Regions from separate parts of the Mus musculus genome. Here all the other regions are linked to region 1. The links are chromatin contacts, called in public HiChIP or PLAC-seq maps. All regions are on one chromosome and are shown on one strand. Each heading gives the region's core, a stretch centred on a gene start, on an enhancer-like site or on the middle of the called end of the contact. The rest is flanking DNA. Distances are from core to core; before and after follow the strand shown. Region 1 has its middle 34 kb from the start of Gm23117. Region 2 overlaps Gm40931 (a long non-coding RNA gene). Region 3 overlaps Jarid2 (jumonji, AT rich interactive domain 2).

Region 1 (2,700 bases), core at 69-2,568:
CTGAAATCAGGTCTTCGGGCTTCTTGTGCCACCTCTGAGCCATCTCTCCAGCTTCAGGAACCACTTTACAGCTTTCTGTAGGATAGGCAGGACAAGATCTTTTTGGTGTTAACTAAGTTTGCTTCTTTTCTATGGCCTCTAGTATGTCAGAGACCTGTGGGAGATGCAAGAGCCCAGGACCAAGAATTCCAGCATGCAAACAGAGCCCCTGAGAATCCCCTGAACCCATTTCTATTGTCCCCTCATTGCTACAGTTTCAAAGATGAGACAGCTCGCTAGGACTCTCCAGAATTTTACCTGCGACTTTCCCCCTGAGCTTCTTATAATAGCTGCAAAGCCAAATTAAAATGCAAAGGGTGCAAAAAAATATATATATATAGTTTTGAAATGTTCTCTTTGTTTATTTTGGTAACATTCACTCCAGGGGTTAAAAAAATAAAAATCAATTCCTTGCTAAATCAAGATACTCCTCTTTCTTCCAGGTTTCATTTTTTACCTCAGGAGGTATGAAGTTTTAAAATGTGTTCCTAGGGCAGGGTTATGTTCCTCTGGATACTGTCATATTATCCCCAGACCTCTGCTGAGAGGTTCTTCTTAGCCTACTGCCTGTCTCCTCACTCCTTTGGTCCACAAATATGTTTCCTAGGTTTCCAAAAGGATGCAAGGCTAGAGGATAGAGATGGAGAAAGGGCTTCTTGGAGGCTGTTTCTTTGCAACAGGCAGGGTAGAATCAGAGGAGTCCCTGGCAGGCCCAGGGACCCTCCCCAGAGCCCATCCCTCACACGCACACCCTGGTTTGTACCATTTCTTTTCCTTTCGGGCTTCCTGGTGAAACTCAAGACTCCTTTCCCTTCCTTCCTCCCCACTTCTGCCTCCCCCACATCCCTCTAGCCCAAGAAAGCTTTAGTTACAGAGTGGAAATGGCCTGGATTTTTCTCCTACAGTGTTTGCTGTCCCCAGTGTCATGCTCCTTCTCCAAACAGTGCCTCATGTGTGGCTGTACAGGGTAAGCTGCTCAGACACAAGGATGTCCACGGGAAGTGATCTGCAACCACAGAGCGCCCACAGGCTTTACAAGGTATTGTGAGACTGCTCGCCTCTCCTTATTCCCCCGCTATAGCTGCCTGTGGGACACAAGACACATGGGCTCAGATGATTTTACAACCCCTGCGTAGGGTCACATACAGATCATCAGGTAAGGTGATGTGACTGTCCTCATCACATGTCCGGAAACAGGTTGTTGTTCTGTTTCGTCTCAAGGCATCAAAGTCAGACCGTGTATAACCAGGACAAGGAGAACAAAAGGCAGCCGCAGCTTTAGTCCTCCCCACCCCAATCTGTGCTTCCCCATCTGAACCCAATGAGCAATGGAAGACGCCCAGCAAACTGAGATGGGGAGGAAGTGGGGGGGGGAGCAGCCCCTGAGAAAGTGAATGAGGTCTTCTATGAAGACAGAATTATGCTGGGGGTGGAGCTAAACCCAGTCCTCTGGTTCTGAATCTTCGTTAACACTTCTAACGGGTCGGCCATGCCCAACTCTTTACAGGGAGGTGGATTCTGGTTACTTAAATAATTTGCTCCTGGGGCACCATAAAACCTTAGACCCGGAGCAGAGCTTAACAATCTAAACTGACTCTTTCTTCTGTTGCTATCGGAGTCTGTCTCCGTGCCAGCAACAAATGCAGGTTCTTGGGCCCCCCTGCCTCAGACTTAACTGAATTCCGTGCAGACCAAATTTATTCTTTTTCTAAATTGGAACTCAGCGACTGGTACCCCCAAATGCCTAAAAGGCCAGATGTTTAACACAGAATTTAAGGTGCCTGGCCTTCCGTTGTCTCCACCCATCTCTAACAGAAAGAGATTTTCTACAAAGGCCCCACATCCTCCCAAGATCCCATCTGCCCACAGAGAAGCAGAGTGCCCTCTCAGGCTGCACACACAGCTCTATTAACCAGAGAAAACGCAGCTCAGATCCCAGGAAGATGGCTGAGATTGGTGAACACACCTGGGTGGACTTTTCATCACAAGCCATAGTTTGGTCTATAGAGAATCTTTCCCAAACCACTGTCTCGCATCCAGGCCAAATAGACTGTCACAGGCCACAGAATACTCTCTAATGCACACTACTGGGTTTCCCTGAAAGCCATTTACTATTTTTCTACAAACTTTCTGCGTTTCCCCACTCCGCCCATCTATTCTCCAAGAGGAGTTCTTCAGTTTCCATCTACTCTCCAAGAGGAGTTCTTCAGTTTCCAAATCACGGTTAGCGCTTCCCTGCCTGTAATAAATGCATGAATCTTTCCACGGCTTCCTTCTTTTTAGTTGAGACTAGCAATTCTTCAAAGAGTGGAAGGGAGTTCCCCTTCAGTTCTACGACCTCATACATGATCCTCTACGGGCTCTACGTGAGTGTTTCTATTTCCAAGGAGCTGGGTTGCAGAAACAGGCAGCTGGCTATGAGCCCTAACAATTGGATGTGTCCTTGTGTCAGTGAGATTAATCTAACTTCAGCGACTTCCACCTGCTGGCCTTGGCTCCATCCTGTGACTACAATTCAGAGTTATAGCTGACTCGGGATCCCTGGAAATTGGGCTAATTATCCCCATGTAGGAGTTTGGTAAAAACTGAATACAAGAGGCTAAACCGGGAGGGAGGCCAGCGCTTCACATTTTCCTTTCAACCAAATAAAACAGCAAGATT
Region 2 (2,700 bases), core at 60-2,559, 680 kb after region 1:
GCACCAGCATGCATGAGCACAGACACCCCCTCCCCCGCACAAATACACAACACACCCGTACACATAATAAAAATAAAGAAATCTTTATTTTTTAAAAATTGTACCAAAAATTAATCAGTAACCTAAACAAACTTTTCTACTATTACCGTTTTGATCAATCTTAAACCCTTAAAGCTTTAGAGAAGAGTGAGTATATCCCTATACCCCTTTAGAATTTAGACATTTGTTTTAGACACAAAGTCGGGTAACTTCATTTCTAGACAGATAAGCCTACCTAAGTACAAACTTCTGACACGAGAAGAATCCAAATGGGTTTTCCTTCAAAACCCAGTTCATTAGAGGCCTCCTCCTCCTATCACTTGCCTGGTGTTTCACTTCTGCAAGCTTGTTTATTTCCACGACAGGTTATCTCGGGAGTTTGGGTTTCTGTCAATTTTCTTATCCTCTCTCCTCATCTGCATTCAAGGTCGCCCATCTCTACACACCTGCTTAGGGGCCCCGGAAACTTATTACTGCTGTGGTCAAGTCACGAAAGGAATCCTCTCCCCAAGAGACAATTTCCTCTACATCACCAGTGCCTCTTGTTAGGATAAAAATAACTGTGGCCTCCACAGCTCAGCCTGGCTATTAAGGGTTGCCGTTGTTATTTTGGCTCAGCACCCCAGGGCAATGACAGAATTTATTTTCTGGAGGTTCGTTTTAACCTAGCAATTAGTGCAAGGGAAGGTTCTGAAGCAGTAGCTGGAAACCTAGTGTTTCCATGCGCCTCGTTCTGGGTTCTAGGGAAAAGACGGCAGAGAAAATTGGACTTTTGCTTTCTTTCTTTGGCTCATTTCTAATTCCTCTTTTGTATTCGGAAAGCAGGGCACGCCCGCGTGCGTGTGCATGCGTGCGTGCGTGCCTGTGTATGTTCGGCCTGCGGTTTTCACGATCACAAACGTGCAATTGAAAGATTTGAAGAATTGGAATGTAAGCCTTTTTTTTATTATTATTATTCCATCCTAGCCTGGGTCCCCACATCCCTAGATCCCCAAGCTCCTCCAGCCCTTCGGGACCACCTCTGGCCTTTGATGTGCTAATCTCAGGCTGAGCATTGGTTGAAGCTGCCTCTAGAGCTCCTGTAGAGATGGCTGCAGTCTTCAAAGCCCAGTGTAGTCCTGGGCTCCCAAGGCAAAATAAGTTTGCTTTTTACACTACCAAAGAGAAAAATCTGAACAAATTGGAACAGGATCTTAAGCAATAGAGAGGGGCGCTCTCTCTGCTTAGAAATAAGAAACTAATCAATGCTATCAACGTGGGTTCTCCCTGTCCTCTCACTGTAATCATTTCCAGATGACAGCATGCATATGATTAGGGTCTCCTGGCAGCTCATTCCTCTCCCAGGGCCCTGGAAGGGAGAGCAAGAGGCTCAGTGGCTGGAGTCCAAGATAGGAACTTGCTAGCAGGTAACACTTGACCCTGCACTATGCTGAGGAAGGTTCTGGCAAGAAAGAAAGGAAAAAACAAAACAACAAAAACAAAAAACAAAAAACAAAAAAAACTCTCATAGGTTAAGACTTCAAATGATGCAACCATAATTCATTAGCAACACACACGATTGGCAGGACTCTCCTGGCTTCCTGGGAGAAGAGTTGTGGTACCTCTAACAACATCAGCCGTTAAAGTCTGTTAAAGATTGAAAACCTCGCAATACCAGTCTGTTAATTGTGATGAGGAAAGGAGACAGAGATGGACCAGACAACTTAGGGACAGAAGCCTGTATTCATGTCCTTGACCAGAAGTTGAACATGTCCTTGGATCTGTCTGGACAATGGACCCAAGCTTGCAGGAGCCTGGCATGTGTGTGGGTGAGGCAGGGGGTTAGGGGTGTCCCCTGGTCTGCTTTTCTGCTACCTCTCTAAATGAGCACCTGTTCTGAGAGTCATACATGAGCGAATGATCCAAACTCCAGCCCCGACACTCATGCCTTCCAGTGAGCAATTTTGGATTAGATCTCCAGATTTTCATGAGGGGGAAAAATGGGTCATACATATTTCTTAATTTCAGCTCTGCCTCTAAATCCTTTGGAGTCTCGAGTCCCGAGGGAAGAGGATTGTTATAACAGCCTTAAATGCTGACTCAAAGTCTTCGAGTCAGCTTTGAGCACTGCCTCTTGCTCCCCCTAGTAAGACTGAAAAAGTACATCACCTTTGCGGTTCCCTGGGCCTTCCAGTCAAAAAAAAAAAAAAAAAAAGAAAGAAAGAAATGCCCTGGCCCTGTGTGTAGACATGATATCCTGCTCTGCTCCAAGATAAGAGCATCACGTACTATCTTCTCCTCTTTCTTAAGACTTAATCCAGGGCACTGGAGAGGTGGTCCAGCTTGCTAATCTTCCAGAGGATCCTAGTTTGGTTCCTAGAACTCACACCAGATGGCTCACAACCTCCTGTAACCCCATCTCCAAGAGAGCCAGCGCTGGACTCCACAGGTAGCCACACAGACACCATACACATAAACAACAACAACAACAAAAACTTTAAAAAATCCCAGCAGGTCCTGCCTGTCACCTGGACAAGAGATCACCCTCATGAAGGCTGATTCGCCTAAGCCCATGGTAAAGAGATGGGCGATAAACACCCTAAGCACTGCCAGGTGGCCCGAGTAACTTTCTCTTTTCCTTCCTTCTGTCTTTTCCTTTCAGACACTGGCTAAAGCCTGGGG
Region 3 (2,700 bases), core at 32-2,531, 860 kb after region 1:
AACTGGCAATTCTCTTGCCTTACTTCTCAAGTGCCAGGGTTATAGGTATGTACTGCCTCATCCAGATGTGTTGTTAACTCTGACTACTACATATTTCCTTTTGTAAGCATTTAAGAAACTTCCTTTTAAAGGCAAGTAAGAAATTTGTGCAGTGTGTTTGGTGTATACTTCCCTTCTGCTTTAGAGCTGTGCTCCTGGCATTCCATTGTGATTGGACAAGTGATGTTTAAGCTTCATCTATAGAGAAGCATCTTGTCTTGGGAAACTTTTCTTATTTCCAGCTTTTTTGGGAGCTTATTCATAAACTACATTTGTAATTCATGAGCTCTGGAGTTGTCTTCAACTCTCTGCAGCCAAGAGAGTAATGAGAAAGTTTAAAATTACAATTGTTGCCAGTCATAGTGACACACACCCTTTAATCCTAGTGTTCATTGTTAAGGTGGATCTTTGAGAGTCTGAAGCTAGCCTCAGAGGTAGGTAGGTCTTTGGGAATGAAGGGTAGCCTGGTCTGTCTACACAGCCAGTTGCAGGCCACCTGTTGTAAGCAAGCAGATACCAAATCACTCATTTTGGAATATTTGAAGACTGAAATGTCTTAATTACTAGACAATAGATAGAGCCTCTTTGCAAAGCCCATGTGCATACTTCCGTGTTTTTAGAACTGTTGTGGTGTGGATATCTATGCATATGTATACACATGTAAGTATGGCTGTGTACATATGCATGTGTATACATATGTGAAAGAGTAGGGAGAGAGTAATGAGTTGCTAACCCTTTTTCCATGATGTTGGGATTCATTAACCCCAAGGACTTTGGTTTTGCTCGTTTTTTTCTTTAAGTTTTAGATTTTAATGTTGTCCTCATTTAAAAAAAACTTTTTATGAGATTATATATCATTTCTCCCTTCCCACTCCTTCCTCTCTCCAAAGTATTTTTAAACTTATGCGTATGTGTGTTTATCCTGAATATGTGTACCACATGCATGTCTGGTGCCTGCAGAGTTTAGAAAAGGATGTCAGATCTCTTGTAACTGAAGTTCTGGACAATTCTGAGCCACTGCGTGGGTGATGTGCACTTTTAACCACCCATTCAGTTCTTCAGTCCCACATTTTTTTTTTTCATTTTTAAAAATATTTGTATGCAAATGTACTGCAGTCATTTGGTGCTTTTAGAGTGGGGGGGGGGCTGATCTCACACTGGAGGAGCAGACAGCAGTGAACTTGTCATGCGAGTCACGGTGGGAGCTGAGGTCATCAGGCCGTGAGTGCCTTCTCTAGACCCAACACTTGGAGTCCTTACTTTGCATTGACTTTTAAAGATGGGTGAGTCAGACTCTGTTAGTGTCACTAGATAGCTGCTTTTTACCAAGTTAGTTTTGGCAGACAGGAAGCAAATATTGGCAAGAAGACTTAGAGAATTTGGTAAGATTCACACTCAAGCATTTAAACATTTGAAGCAGTGTGTAGGTGTACTGAAATCCCAGGCTTTAAAAAATTCCCAAGGAACAGCTAGGGACATGGAAAGAGGGAAAGTTACCGAGTGACAGATGGGGTTTTACTCAGGTCAGCAGATTGGAAGTTGAACTTCTTTTGTGAGAAGATCAGTAATTTCAGAAGTGACATATTACAGGACTTTCTCATTCTGTCATGAACTGTACACATTTTGCTTTGAATCAGCCAGCATTGTGTTCCATAGGCATTTACTGCATCTCATTTATAATGCTATATATTTTTAAAACTTTCCCATTCAGATCTCACCTGTAACTGGAAGTGACATTTATTTATTGACAGTGTAGGGAAAATTACAGCAGTGGGTAATTGCAAACCTCTTTAATTTTAAATGCATATTGCTGGGCATATGTTACTTCTTTTATGAAATTAACTCTACTGTTAGTAAGTCCTTAAAAATATCTCTTGTGGAACCATTCAGTTCTTTCCACAGTGGTTCCATAGGAAGAATGAACTTTGAATATCCTTTATTCCAAAATATCAGGAAATTGGTTTGCCTTGTGGGTGTGATGATTTGCTTTTGACTTCCTTTTGTGAAGTAGTGAAAACAATTAAAATAATCATAAAATACGTATTTTATGTGTGAAAGCTTTGTCTGCATGTTTGTATGTTGTGCACCACATGCCCTTACTGAATTGCAGGAAATGTAATTCAGGATTGGTTTGTTGGTTTTTTTCTGTAGTCCTGGCTGTTCTGGAACTCTATAGACCAGGCTGGCCTCGAACTCATATTCGCCTGCCTCTGCCTCCTGAGTGCTGAGATTAAAGGTATGTGCCACCTCTGCTTGGCTTGTTTGGTTTTTAAAGCAAACACTTTTATCATATCAGTAAGCTATGCAAACTGTCTAACCAATAGAGGCTCTAACATGTTGGATTAATAGCTTCACATGAGTAGTGCATGTCCTGTTTTGCCTTTCAATGGCTTCTTTAGGTAAATGATTTATAGTGTGGTCACTTCTCATGTGTTTTATTCTTCACTCTTTTTCTTTTCTTTTCTTTTTTTAAATTTATTTATTATATGTAAGTCCACTGTAGCTGTCTTCAGACTCTCCAGAAGACGGTGTGGTGTCAGATCTTGTTACAGATGGTTGTGAGCCACCATGTGGTTGCTGGGATTTGAACTCCAGACCTTCGGAAGAGCAGTCGGGTGCTCTTACCCACTGAGCCATCTCACCAGCCCACTCTTTTTCTTA

What was found. HiChIP or PLAC-seq counts read pairs in DNA pulled down with a chosen protein or histone mark.
Region 2: a contact with region 1 is called in an H3K27ac HiChIP or PLAC-seq map of T-cell acute lymphoblastic leukemia, with 2.5 times the contacts expected there. The contact joins two enhancer-like sites. A contact is called at or near these places in 5 of 115 datasets of contacts at active chromatin or transcription factors (T-cell acute lymphoblastic leukemia, embryonic stem cells, extraembryonic endoderm stem cells and 2 more) and 1 of 9 other capture datasets (embryonic stem cells).
Region 3: an H3K27ac HiChIP or PLAC-seq map of thymic regulatory T cells shows a contact between it and region 1, with 13 times the contacts expected there. The contact joins two enhancer-like sites. A contact is called at or near these places in 1 of 484 Hi-C or Micro-C datasets (nephron progenitors) and 4 of 115 datasets of contacts at active chromatin or transcription factors (embryonic basal ganglia, embryonic stem cells, microglia and 1 more).

What each region holds. Positions count from the first base shown.
Region 1 is chr13:43,905,128-43,907,827 of GRCm38.p6, forward strand. No RefSeq gene overlaps it. Among named protein-coding and RNA genes, the nearest start is that of Gm23117, 34 kb to the left of the region's middle. Within about 2 kb of position 1,319, at least 25 of the 459 cell types and tissues checked have an H3K27ac peak or open chromatin away from gene starts, as enhancers often do. A contact at or near this core is called in T-cell acute lymphoblastic leukemia and thymic regulatory T cells, where this site is marked.
Region 2 is chr13:44,581,597-44,584,296 of GRCm38.p6, forward strand. The region is part of intron 2 of Gm40931 (a long non-coding RNA gene); the gene reads right to left. Among named protein-coding and RNA genes, the nearest start is that of Gm34276, 14 kb to the left of the region's middle. Within about 2 kb of position 1,310, at least 43 of the 459 cell types and tissues checked have an H3K27ac peak or open chromatin away from gene starts, as enhancers often do. A contact at or near this core is called in T-cell acute lymphoblastic leukemia, where this site is marked.
Region 3 is chr13:44,769,795-44,772,494 of GRCm38.p6, forward strand. All of the region lies in intron 1 of Jarid2 (jumonji, AT rich interactive domain 2), which reads left to right. Among named protein-coding and RNA genes, the nearest start is that of Jarid2, 40 kb to the left of the region's middle. Within about 2 kb of position 1,282, at least 39 of the 459 cell types and tissues checked have an H3K27ac peak or open chromatin away from gene starts, as enhancers often do. A contact at or near this core is called in thymic regulatory T cells, where this site is marked.